Regions from separate parts of the Mus musculus genome. Here region 1 is linked to region 2. A link is a contact called in public promoter capture Hi-C data. All regions are on one chromosome and are shown on one strand. Each heading gives the region's core, a stretch centred on a gene start, on an enhancer-like site or on the middle of the called end of the contact. The rest is flanking DNA. Distances are from core to core; before and after follow the strand shown. Region 1 overlaps Cluap1 (clusterin associated protein 1). Region 2 holds the start of Zfp263 (zinc finger protein 263).

Region 1 (5,511 bases), core at 1,041-3,540, 180 kb after region 2:
GTACCCACCACCTTCCTGCTGGAATGAGTTTGCACTTGCATTAGAATTTGTAATGCATTTGCAATCAATGAATATATATATATATATATATATATATATATATATATATATATATATATATATATATATACATATATTTCGTTTTAAAGATTTTTATGTGTGTTTGCTCGTGCCACTTGGGTTTGTTGTTGTTGTTGCTGTTGTTTTGTTGTTTGCTTTCTAAGATAGCGCTTACTTTGTAGCTCTAGCTGGCCTGGAACTCACTATGTAGAACAATTTAGTCTCAAACTCAGGAGATCTGCCTACCTTTGCCTTCTTTGTGCTAAGATTAAATACAAGCACCACCATGCCTGGCTCTCTAGTGGTTTTTAAAGGAAGAATCAAAGAAATTGTGTGCTGCACTGGAGCTACAGCTCAGTGATCATTACTTGTCTGGCATATGTAAAGCTTTAGGATTGGTCCCTCAGCACATATACAGAAATGCCACAGAAATGATTGGTTTTACTTACACAAAACAGTTAAGCCATAAATCCAATGACAATAATTGTACTTTCAAAAGATGCCCTGTCTCTGAGAATCTTGACAAGTGTCTACTCTTCCAAAGTCATTTCTTTGTGGATCCCATGGCTTTGCAAAGACCAGCAGGTAAACAGCCAGAAAAACATTTATAGTATAGTAACATACATGCAGAGTACCAGAGGGGAATCCTACCTTGCCATCAAGAATTTCATGCAGAGCCGGGCGTGGTGGCGCACACCTTTAATCCCAGCACTTGGGAGGCAGAGGCAGGTAGATTTCTGAGTTCGAAGCCAGCCTGGTCTACAAAGTGAGTTCCAGGACAGCCAGGACTATACAGAGAAACCCTGTCTAGAAAAAAACCATTAAAAAAAAAAAGAAGAAGAATTTCATGCAGGGTTAGACAGTCACAACATGGGGAGGAGGTTCATTCACCCCCAAGTTGTGCTCCCGATTCTGGTGTAGCTCATTTGGTACTCTGAAACACGAGGCGCCCAACAGCCAGCTTCACATAGTCTGAATATGAAGCCAGCACATTTGCTTTTTACCATGCCCTTCAAGTAAATGTGCTCTTAGAAATATAGGGGTGTCTGCGGATGTAGCCAGTGGTCTTTGACCCCCGGTAGTGCCAACAGCCCAGAGCTTCGGCCCCATTGTGCCTAGACCTTGTTATAAAGCTGCATCTCATCAGAATGGCTAGTTGCTGCTGTCGGATCCATTTCTGCCTTGACTTTACCAATAAAGGAGTTTCTCCATTTATTTTAGTTTTTAGTTGAGCTTTTACCATAGAAGAAAAAGGAATCTTCTTTGTCCATCAAAGCAGACAAAGGGTCAGAGCTGAGGCTAGTTCATGAGGGTTTTGGGTTTGGTCCCCTCCTGAGCCAACTGTGTATGTCTGTGTCTGTCTGTCTTGTGTCTATGTGAGTATCTATATCGATGTGTCTGCCTGTCTGTGTATGTGTCTGTGTATCTGTGACTGTGTGTGTCCATGTATGTAACTGTGTGTCCAAACTCTGTGTGTGTGTGTGTGTGTGTGTCTCCAATTCCTCGGTTGGTATTTTGTAACCAGGGAGCAGCCCAAGTGAAGGCTGACAGTGCAGTGATCCACCAGTGCCCAGTGCTAAGCAAGCAGGCTGGACACAGATCCTGTGACCTCTCTGTCTTTACTAGAATGTCTCTGTCATTCTTCTCGCCATGTTTGCTTGCTTCCATGGAAGAAACATGCACTTTTCATGACAAGAGTGGTGCTCTCCTGTCCCCGTGTCCTCCTTTCACTCCTGTCACTGGAAATAGTTTGTTAATAAGTTACAGTGGAGGAGGGGTGGGCTTTGTTGGTTTGTGTGATGTTGCTTTGCACAAAGTGTTAAGGAACTCTGTGCTCAGAGTCAGGGGACAGCACTCCGTGGCACCTTATCTCACTATTTCCTATTCAATGTAGGCCCAGGTTCAGAAGACTAAAGACCTGCTTAATAATGTGGCCTCTGATGAAGCAAACTTAGAAGCCAAAATTGAAAAGAGAAAATTAGAACTGGAAAGAAATCGGAAGCGACTGCAGACCCTGCAGAGTGTCAGGTAGAGTGACTAGAGTATCTGTGGGTGAGGACATTAGGTTGGAGGAAGGGACGTGGCATAAGCTGTTCAGCCATCAAAAAGCAGCAGCATGCACAGAGACCCCATGCCACAGTTTCCTTGCTTCCTGTCCTAAGAGGAGACTGCTGTGCTCTCCCACTCTCTGCACTGCTGCTAATATGTCTGCAACGTGGCCGAACTCTAGAGCCCTCTTGAAAGTTTTGTGGTTTCTTGTAACATGAGACAAAGTAAATCCAGATGGAGGGAGTTCTACTAAGTTAGGCCGTCTAAAATCTTACCATATGTTATATTGAAACAGAACAAACTCTCATCTTCTGGGTTGAATAGATTTTAGACTTTTCATTTTGATAACTACTCACCTGTCAGCAATTCATGTTCCTTATAACTTTGGCTCCGTGGAAAAAACAGCTCCACTGAGCAGTGTGTTAGTGGCCAGAACATTGCCTATGTCAGTGGAACCTTTTGTCTATTCCTCAGATTTTCTTTGTGTCTTCTCTTTACTCGTTTATGCTTTCCCTCCTTGGTCTCAATATTTTTTGACTTTTCTTTTTACAATGTTGGGAGTGAGCATTGGCAAACCACAGGCATCAAGAGCAAGTCACCAAAGGGCCTCACATACCACCCCCACCCCAGGGCCTCGCTTGTTCCTCTGCTGAAATCACTGCCACGAGAGTCCTTGGACTCACTAACAAAGTCAGCCTTAAAGCAGAACTCACTCTAGTTCAGCCCCAAAGCACCCAAAGTAAGTTTGTTTGTTTGTTTGTTTGTTTGTTTGTTTCAAAACAGGATCTCACTATGTAGCTCTAGCTGTCCTGGAAATCACTATGTAAATTAGGCTTGCCTAGAACTCACAGTGATCTGCCTGCCTCTGCCTCCCAAATGCTGGTACTCAAAGCATGTGCTACTACCCCCAGCAAGCCCCAAATCTTTTAAATAGAAAAGTTGCTCTTTTCTAATTTTAAAAGATTAGTGTTCTCTTCCCATCTGTTTCATCCTCTGTCTTACTTTCTATTGCTGTAGCAAAAGTTACCATTACCAAGGTAATTTATGAAAGAATGCATTTAGCTGGGATTACAGTTTCAGAGGTTAGAGTCCATGCTGGAACAAAGACATGAACAGCTGGGAATTCACGTCTTGATCCAGAAGCAGGAGAAAGAGCACACTGGAAATAGAACAAGTCTTTTGAAACCTCAAAGCCCCGCCCCCAATGGCACACCTTCTCCAACTAGGCCACACCTCCTAATCCTTCCCAAATACTCTCACAAACTGAGGGACAAGCATTCAAATCTATGAGGCTGTGTCTCTGTTCTCATTCAAATACCACATTCCCAACTCCTTGTGTCATTTTAAAAACTGTCTCAGGTGCTTGCTTACCAGCACATACACTACGACTGGAATGACAGAGTGGTGTGGGCCTGTGGGGGTGTCATGCAGATTTGTGAAGCATTCCGTATTTTGACATGTGGTCTCTTGATGCCATGGACAAGCATCTCAGAAGCCAGAACTAATATTTCAGTGAACATATGTTAACACTATGTTAACCCTATGGGAGGCTGTGATTCATTGAAGTGAAATCCACAGAATTATGTGCTAATAGATTTAATTTTTCTTAACTTGTAGTAACAAGTTCTTTCTGACTTTCACATACATCCCAAGCTACTCACCCATCCCTTCATATCCACCTTCACCTTGCAACCTCCCCCTCAAAGAAAGGAAATTAAGATAGCATTTTTAAAAATCTTATTACGGAAGCTGTAGTGTATCACAGTGTGTCCCACGTGATTTAATTTTTATTAAAAATATACATTCTTGGTTGGATATACTGATATACACCTTTAATACAGTACTTGGAAGACAGAGGTAGACAAATCTTTGAGTTCAAGGCCAGCTTGGCCTACATAGTGAGTTCTAGACCAATCAGGGCTGCATAATAATACTCTGTCTCAAAAAAATACACATACAAGCTTGAGAGATGGCTCTTCCAGAGGTTCTGAGTTCAATTCCCAGCAACCACATGGTGGCTCACAACCATCTGTAATGGGGATCCCGTGCCCTCTTCTGGTGTACTTATATAAATAAAATAAATAAATAAATCTTTAAAAGAAATATACACGTACACACTTATTTCTATCTGTACCTATATTTAGGGGATTAGCATGATGGCACACATATGAAACCCAGCACTCAGGGGGCTGGTCAGGAATTCACCAAGGACAGTCTAGGCTGCACTAGACCCTACTAAAAAAAAAATCTGGCCCCCACTGGCTGCTCTGAAAAGCCATCTTTGCATTGTTCCCGGGCCATGCTCCCGCTCACTACAGCCACCTTCACCGCCCACCGCCTCCAACACGGACTCCAGCAGACAGCTTTCTCGCCTGAGTCCTCGAACTCAACTAATTCCTCACTCGAAGCATCGGACCACCCACGTGCCCCACCATGTCAGACTGGGCAGTGGACACCAGCTCCAAGATCAGCACCGAGGACTTGAAGGAGAAGAAAAAAGTTGTGGAGGAGGCAGGGAATGGAACAGTCAAAATGAAGAAAATGTCAAGCAGGAGGCTGACAATGAGGTAGATGAAGAAGAGGAAGAAGGTGGGGAGGAAGAGGAGGAGGAGGAAGAAGGTATGGGTGAGGAAGAAGATGGAGATGAAGGTGAGGAAGCTGAGGCTCCTACAGGCAAGCGGATAGCGGAGGATGAGGAGGATGACGATGTCGACACCAGAAGCAGAAGACCGAAGAGGATGACTAGACAGCAAAAGGAAAAGTAACCTTACACACTGCACCGTGACCTAGTCACCTCCACTTCCCATCTCAGAACTTAAACGTGGTCAAGAAGCAGGCCCCGCCCACCCGCCCTCAGCGGGGCGTGCCACCCACAAATGACATGCTCTCTCCACCACCCCACCAAAACTACAACATGAATTGGCAACATGAGTGGCAAAAAGAAACCAGAACTTTCCAGGCCCTGCTTGTTTTCTTAAAAATACTTTAAAAGGAAAATTTGTTTGCATTTTTTATTTACATTTTATATTTTTGTACATATTGTTAGGGGTCTGCCATTTTTAAAGATAACAGGTGAACAAACCAGCCTTCAGAGCATTTTCTGTCCTACTTCAGACTTCACGTGGGGTGTGACCATGTTCATTCAAATCTCAAAGGAGAAAAAAAACTTGTAAAAAAAGCAAAAACAACAACAACAAAAAAAAAATCTTATTTTGACCATTCCAGTAACTTTTTTACGTATGTAACTAGCGTACTGTACTATAAGTAGTTGGTTTGTATGAGATGGTTAAAAAGGCCAAAGATAAAAAGGTTTTTTTCTTTTTTTTTTTTTTTTTTGTCTATGAAGTTGCTGGGGGTTTTTTGTTGTTGTTTTGGTTTTGGTTTTGGTTTGGCCTGTTTGAT
Region 2 (5,111 bases), core at 397-2,896:
GCTTTATTGTTTCCTTTAAATATGCTGCACAGCATCCCCTCAAGGTCACAGTTCAGCTCATGAGTCTGTTCTACAGCCCTGATCAATCAGTAGCAGCTTGATTACAATAAATTTTTGGCATCTGCATTGACCTGGTATTTGAGTTATATTGGGACCTCACGACGGCACTCCATGCCATAACCACAGGACTTACTTCATACCATATCTTCAAAGTTCTATTTCATGTATGAATGCTGAAGCTCTGAAGGGAAAGATACCCTGGCAATCGGGAACCAAAAGTCGTGCCGCACGACAAACCTCATTCAAGAGACTCATTGGGAAGGAAAAATCCAGAACATCATTCTCAGCTCAGGAAAGAAAGCAGGGAACTGAGTGGTAGGCAGGGTTTATACAAGATTTCTTAATCTTCCCACCACAGCTTTCCAGGGTGAGGATTGGTAGAATTTCACTGAGCTTGAAGGAGATCAGAGACTGATGAGTTTGCTCAGGGCTTGAAGGGTTTCTATACCAAGCTCCAGGATTAGTGGGTTTTTCTGTTCAGGGTTGGTGGGATTTATTTATTTTTATCTTTTTGTCTTGTAGGGTGGGGCCAGGCTACTCTTCCTCCTCGGGCCAGGGAATGACAGTAACAGCTATTATTAAACAACTATTAGGGTTAGGGACCATTAAGGAAGTCAGAGGTGGGAGGGACCTGGCTGCTGGAGCTCCTGGTGGCCATTTTCCTGCCTCAAGGTCTTACAAAGTATAAAAAGTTCACAAAGGGAGACCAGAGCAAGGAAGGCTTTCCCTGCCTCTTGAGTTGCAATGAATAGACAACAATGTAAGCATGTGTCCAATAAGTGATTACGGGTTTTCGTGACACACTCCTAGAATCTGCAGACTCCACCACCTGTCTGTGACAGCTGCAGTCTCAGGCCTGGGCTATTCTCTCTTCAAAAAATAAGGAAGTCCGCCTTGGTGTTTCCTTTTCTTCAACCTTCAGGAAAATAGTCAGAGCCGATGATTATGCTAATCCTTAGACCTGCTCTGGGAGATGGCAAGAGCAGTTCATACCCAGAGCGTTCTTCTGGGTCGACCAGCCACCTAAAGATGGAGGACTAGGGACCATCGCTCACAGGGAGGCAAAAGCTCGGGCACGGGTATGTTTATCGTAGCTCGACAATCCATTTAGACCTGCTCAAGCCACAGTGCAGGCGCAATAACAAGGGCGCGCCATGGACTACATTTCCCACCAGCCCCAGGCAGCTCGAGCCCTGGAAGCACAGTCTATTTCCGGTTGTAGGTCTCCGGAGTGTTGGGATCGGCCTTCGGAAAGGTTTTCTTTGTTAAGCTTCTGGGCCCCGACATGACACTCTAGCGCCTCTGGACTCTGGTTCAAGCGTGGCTGAAGAACTTACCTTTTGGCAAACTTTCCTATGCAAATCTGAGCCAGGTTGTCCCCGGGTCACATCCGCCCAGGGATTCCCACCCCTACCGCTTCCCCACCTGGAGGCCCCGCCCATTGCGTAGCCCCGCCCCTCATCCCCATCCGACTTGTTCCCCTCCCGCTCTTTTATGCAAATTTTCCTTGTCCTGGGTGGACCGTGAGTACGTGGTGAGACCCGACCCAATGGGAGACAGCGCAAGGGAAACGTGAACCGGAAGTCCGTCCTGACTAGCGGCCGTTGGCTTATGACGCCTAACTCGCGTGCTGAGGCTTGCGACCCGGGCCCTGCGACTTAAGTTCTGTGCGGGCCTGAGAAGCCGGTCAGGTGGCGACGCTGCAGGCCTGATATTGCTGAGATTGTGACCTGGGTTCCTCCGGCGGGATTTGGAGCCCGGAGTCTCTCGGTTGCTGCAGCCGTGGCCTACTGCTGTACAGAACCCAGGGCGTCTCTCAAGGCGGACGTAGCTGGTGTCGGGACCTAGGCTGGTGTCGGGGCATGACTATGGCTGCGGGCCCAAGCTCGCAGGAGCCAGAAGGGCTCCTCATAGTGAAACTGGAGGAGGACTGTGCCTGGAGCCACGAGGTACCCCCGCCTGAGCCAGAGCCCAGCCCGGAGGCCTCCCATCTGCGATTTCGACGGTTCCGCTTTCAGGACGCCCCGGGTCCCCGGGAGGCCCTTAGCCGGCTTCAGGAGCTTTGCCGCGGGTGGCTGCGGCCGGAGATGCGCACCAAGGAACAGATCCTGGAGCTGTTGGTGCTGGAGCAGTTCTTGACTATCCTTCCCCAGGAGATTCAGAGCAGGGTGCAGGAGCTGCGCCCAGAGAGCGGCGAAGAAGCAGTCACTCTTGTGGAGCGTATGCAGAAAGAACTTGGGAAACTGAGGCAACAGGTGACAGCTGTTTTACCCGTGGTTTGGCCCGGAAGTCATTGTGCTAGCCTCTTCTGTAGTCGAATATACTTGATCGTCCTGAGTACACTTTACAGGAAGGAGAGGGATTTTTTTGTAGCTTATCCTTTCCTTCCAGATTGTTCCCATATGACGACAGTAGGAAGTGAGGAGCACTTCCACCAGTATTTAGTTATGTAGTTAGAAAGCTTCTCACAGGCCTCGTGACTTTGGGCAGACTACTTAATCTGTTTCGTCCTGTTTTTCTGTTGGCTAAAGCACTGTCTGGGAATAATTTTGAGGACTTGGAGAAAAGTATGTCGTTTGGATGACACCTACTGCCACTGCTTTGAGGGGTTTGTTTTGTGACAAAGTCTTACGTAGCTCAAGCTAACTGACTCAGTGTGTAGTTGAGCTTGGCTGCAGAACAGTGGTGGTCCTCCACCTTCAGTCTCCCCAAATTCCGAGTTCTAGGGTTACAGGCAGAGTCTAGATATGTAGCCCAGGCTTAAACTCGAGGCAATCCTCCTGCTTCAGCCTCCCCACTGCTGATTCCCACAGGCATGTGCCACTATCCCAGGCCTATATTTAGTGGATAACACCCAGCATATCTTAGTCAATAGTTTGCAATACAGAACTGGATCTCTGCTAATTGAACTCTGAAAAACAGCTAAGCACCGAGGGGCTATGGTCGCAGCCTGATAAGTTCACCTTATCTAGTAGTGAAACGTGGAAGCATCTAGAACAGGTGAGTGTGATCGAGCAGAAGTGAGGAGTATCAATGGAATATGTTGAGAAAGTGTGCATTGAGAGTGGACCCTCAGTTTTCTTGCTCCATCCCTCCCCCATTTTCTGCTACCACCTAAAAAGCCCTTAGCATAAAACATCTTCTTGGCCAAGACCAAAGGGATAGTCTGTGGTTCTCTGTTGAGGGTGTGTCCTAAGAATCCTGTACTAATTTCCAATTCTGTCAGCCCCGTTGTGATGATGAGTGATGTGGGTTGGTTCCCAGGTCACAAACCAAGGGCGGGGAGCAGAAGTGCTTTTGGAGGAGCCTTTGCCACTGGAAACAGCAGGAGAGTCACCGAGCTTCAAGCTGGAGCCAATGGAGACTGAGCGAAGCCCTGGCCCCAGGCTGCAGGAGCTGCTAGACCCCAGCCCCCAAAGGGACTCCCAGGCTGTAAAGGAGAGGGGTGAGGAACAGTTATCTGGGCAGGTGGGAGGGAGGAGGGGCTCTGGGATTGCCACTCACCCTAGCAGAATGTGGTACAGGTGCCAAGGAGAAAGAATTTCTGAAGTTAAAGTTCTCAGTTGTGTTCTGAAAAACCTAAAAGTGGTGGTATGAATTCTGTAAAGGTTGGATGGGAGGAAAGGGGAAGCTCTTAGTAAAGCCATTCTGTGTACAGAACAGGCAAATTCTAGTTAGCTGATTGATGTGGGGTGTATGGTTAGAACCCTGTCGGCCAGGATGGAGGATGGCTCACATGCCTTTACTATAACCCTGTTACTTTAGATCACCTTAGCACACCTTTGCTACTTTTTGTTTACTGTCAATCCTAAAAGCTGAGACTTGCAGTTGGGGAATGCATATTGTCTTATAATCTGGGCTGCTAAGATTTGGTGTTACTGTTCTCATTATAATTTCTGTTATCTTTAGCATTATCCGCTCCCTGGCTCTCTCTCTTCCCTCCTGAAGGGAATGTGGAAGATAAGGATATGACTGGGACCCAGGTGATGTGGAAGTTCTCATTGCCTTTCCCCAGAATTTTCCTTTTCTCCTCTGCTTTTAGGGTGGGAGGTTCCCCTATGCTACTAGAAAGATTTTTTTTTTTCTGATCAGATATCTCCCTTATTTTCTTTGTCTTTTCAACCCATCATTTGTAGGCTTCCCCCATGACATGAGTTTTCTTGGCACTCATGTGTTTTAACCCATTTACTATGACTCTGCTTGAATTATTCTTAATGCGTTACTGCATGTGATGCTAAAGGAGATCTTGTTATTTCAGTTGCCCGAGAGCCTGGAGGACATGGCAATGTATATCTCTCAGGAGTGGGACCATCAGGATCCTAGTAAGAGAGCTCTATCAAGGTATATGGTACAAGATAGCTATGAGAACTCGGGGACTCTAGGTAAGAGCTTCTCGTTCTGGGATGATATTTATGACCAGACTATCCTGCTTCTTGGACATACACACCTACTGGACATGAGCTCTGAGTTTTGTCAATAACCCCACTCCTTACTCTAACATTTCTTATCCTAATATTCAGATAAACATCTGCCAAATGGCACAGTTGATAGACTTAATGGTATCCTTAGACTGTGTTTCCATTGTTAAGAGTTTAAAGCAGAGAGTCTGAACTGGAGAGAACTTCCAAAGGCAACACAAATCCTCAGCTTCTCTATGTGTATGAAAATTCTCATAATAAAAAAATGGAGGTAATGGAAGGTAGTGTGGACAGTATGATTGGTTATATTGAAGCATACAGCAGGAAGAAATCACACTGCTGGTGTTTTCCTCCATGTTTGTATGAGGCTACTTAGAGCTGTGAATTCACCTGCACTGATCGTGCAGAGCTACTGCTGGCTTTAGTTTTCTTTGGGATCTCCTGGGTTACATCACTTTCCATTGCTGTACCAGCGATGACGAGAGATTAGATTGCTGGAGCTGAGCTTCTGTTTGAGTCTGTTTTGTTTGCGGTTGAGTGAGTTGTTGGCTTCTCTATTTAGCATAGCACCGGTGGATTTAAAACTTTTAATCTCATTGTCTTCTAAGAGCCCAGGTTCTTTCCCAGTTGATT

Evidence for each region. Promoter capture Hi-C pulls out the DNA fragments that hold promoters and counts their contacts.
Region 1: a contact with region 2 is called in a promoter capture Hi-C map of second pharyngeal arch cranial neural crest. The contact joins the enhancer-like site here to the promoter of Zfp263 in region 2. A contact is called at or near these places in 7 of 39 promoter capture datasets (the C10 cell line, cranial neural crest, liver and 3 more), 12 of 484 Hi-C or Micro-C datasets (the G1E-ER4 cell line, LSK cells, astrocytes and 9 more), 3 of 115 datasets of contacts at active chromatin or transcription factors (the 230-238 cell line, double positive thymocytes and embryonic stem cells) and 3 of 9 other capture datasets (adipose tissue, liver and pancreatic islet).

Annotation. Positions count from the first base shown.
Region 1 is chr16:3,921,886-3,927,396 of GRCm38.p6, forward strand. It overlaps Cluap1 (clusterin associated protein 1), which reads left to right. Exons shown (of 12, transcript NM_029738.2): 7 at 1,955-2,088. It overlaps Gm15537 (a long non-coding RNA gene), which reads right to left. Exons shown (of 2, transcript XR_003951938.1): 2 at 5,497-5,511. Among named protein-coding and RNA genes, the nearest start is that of Gm15537, 4.8 kb to the right of the region's middle. Within about 2 kb of position 2,291, at least 25 of the 459 cell types and tissues checked have an H3K27ac peak or open chromatin away from gene starts, as enhancers often do. A contact at or near this core is called in second pharyngeal arch cranial neural crest, where this site is marked.
Region 2 is chr16:3,742,453-3,747,563 of GRCm38.p6, forward strand. Zfp263 (zinc finger protein 263) reads left to right here and starts at 1,647. Exons shown (of 6, transcript NM_148924.3): 1 at 1,647-2,315; 2 at 3,325-3,505; 3 at 3,970-4,043; 4 at 4,319-4,442. The coding sequence starts at 1,923.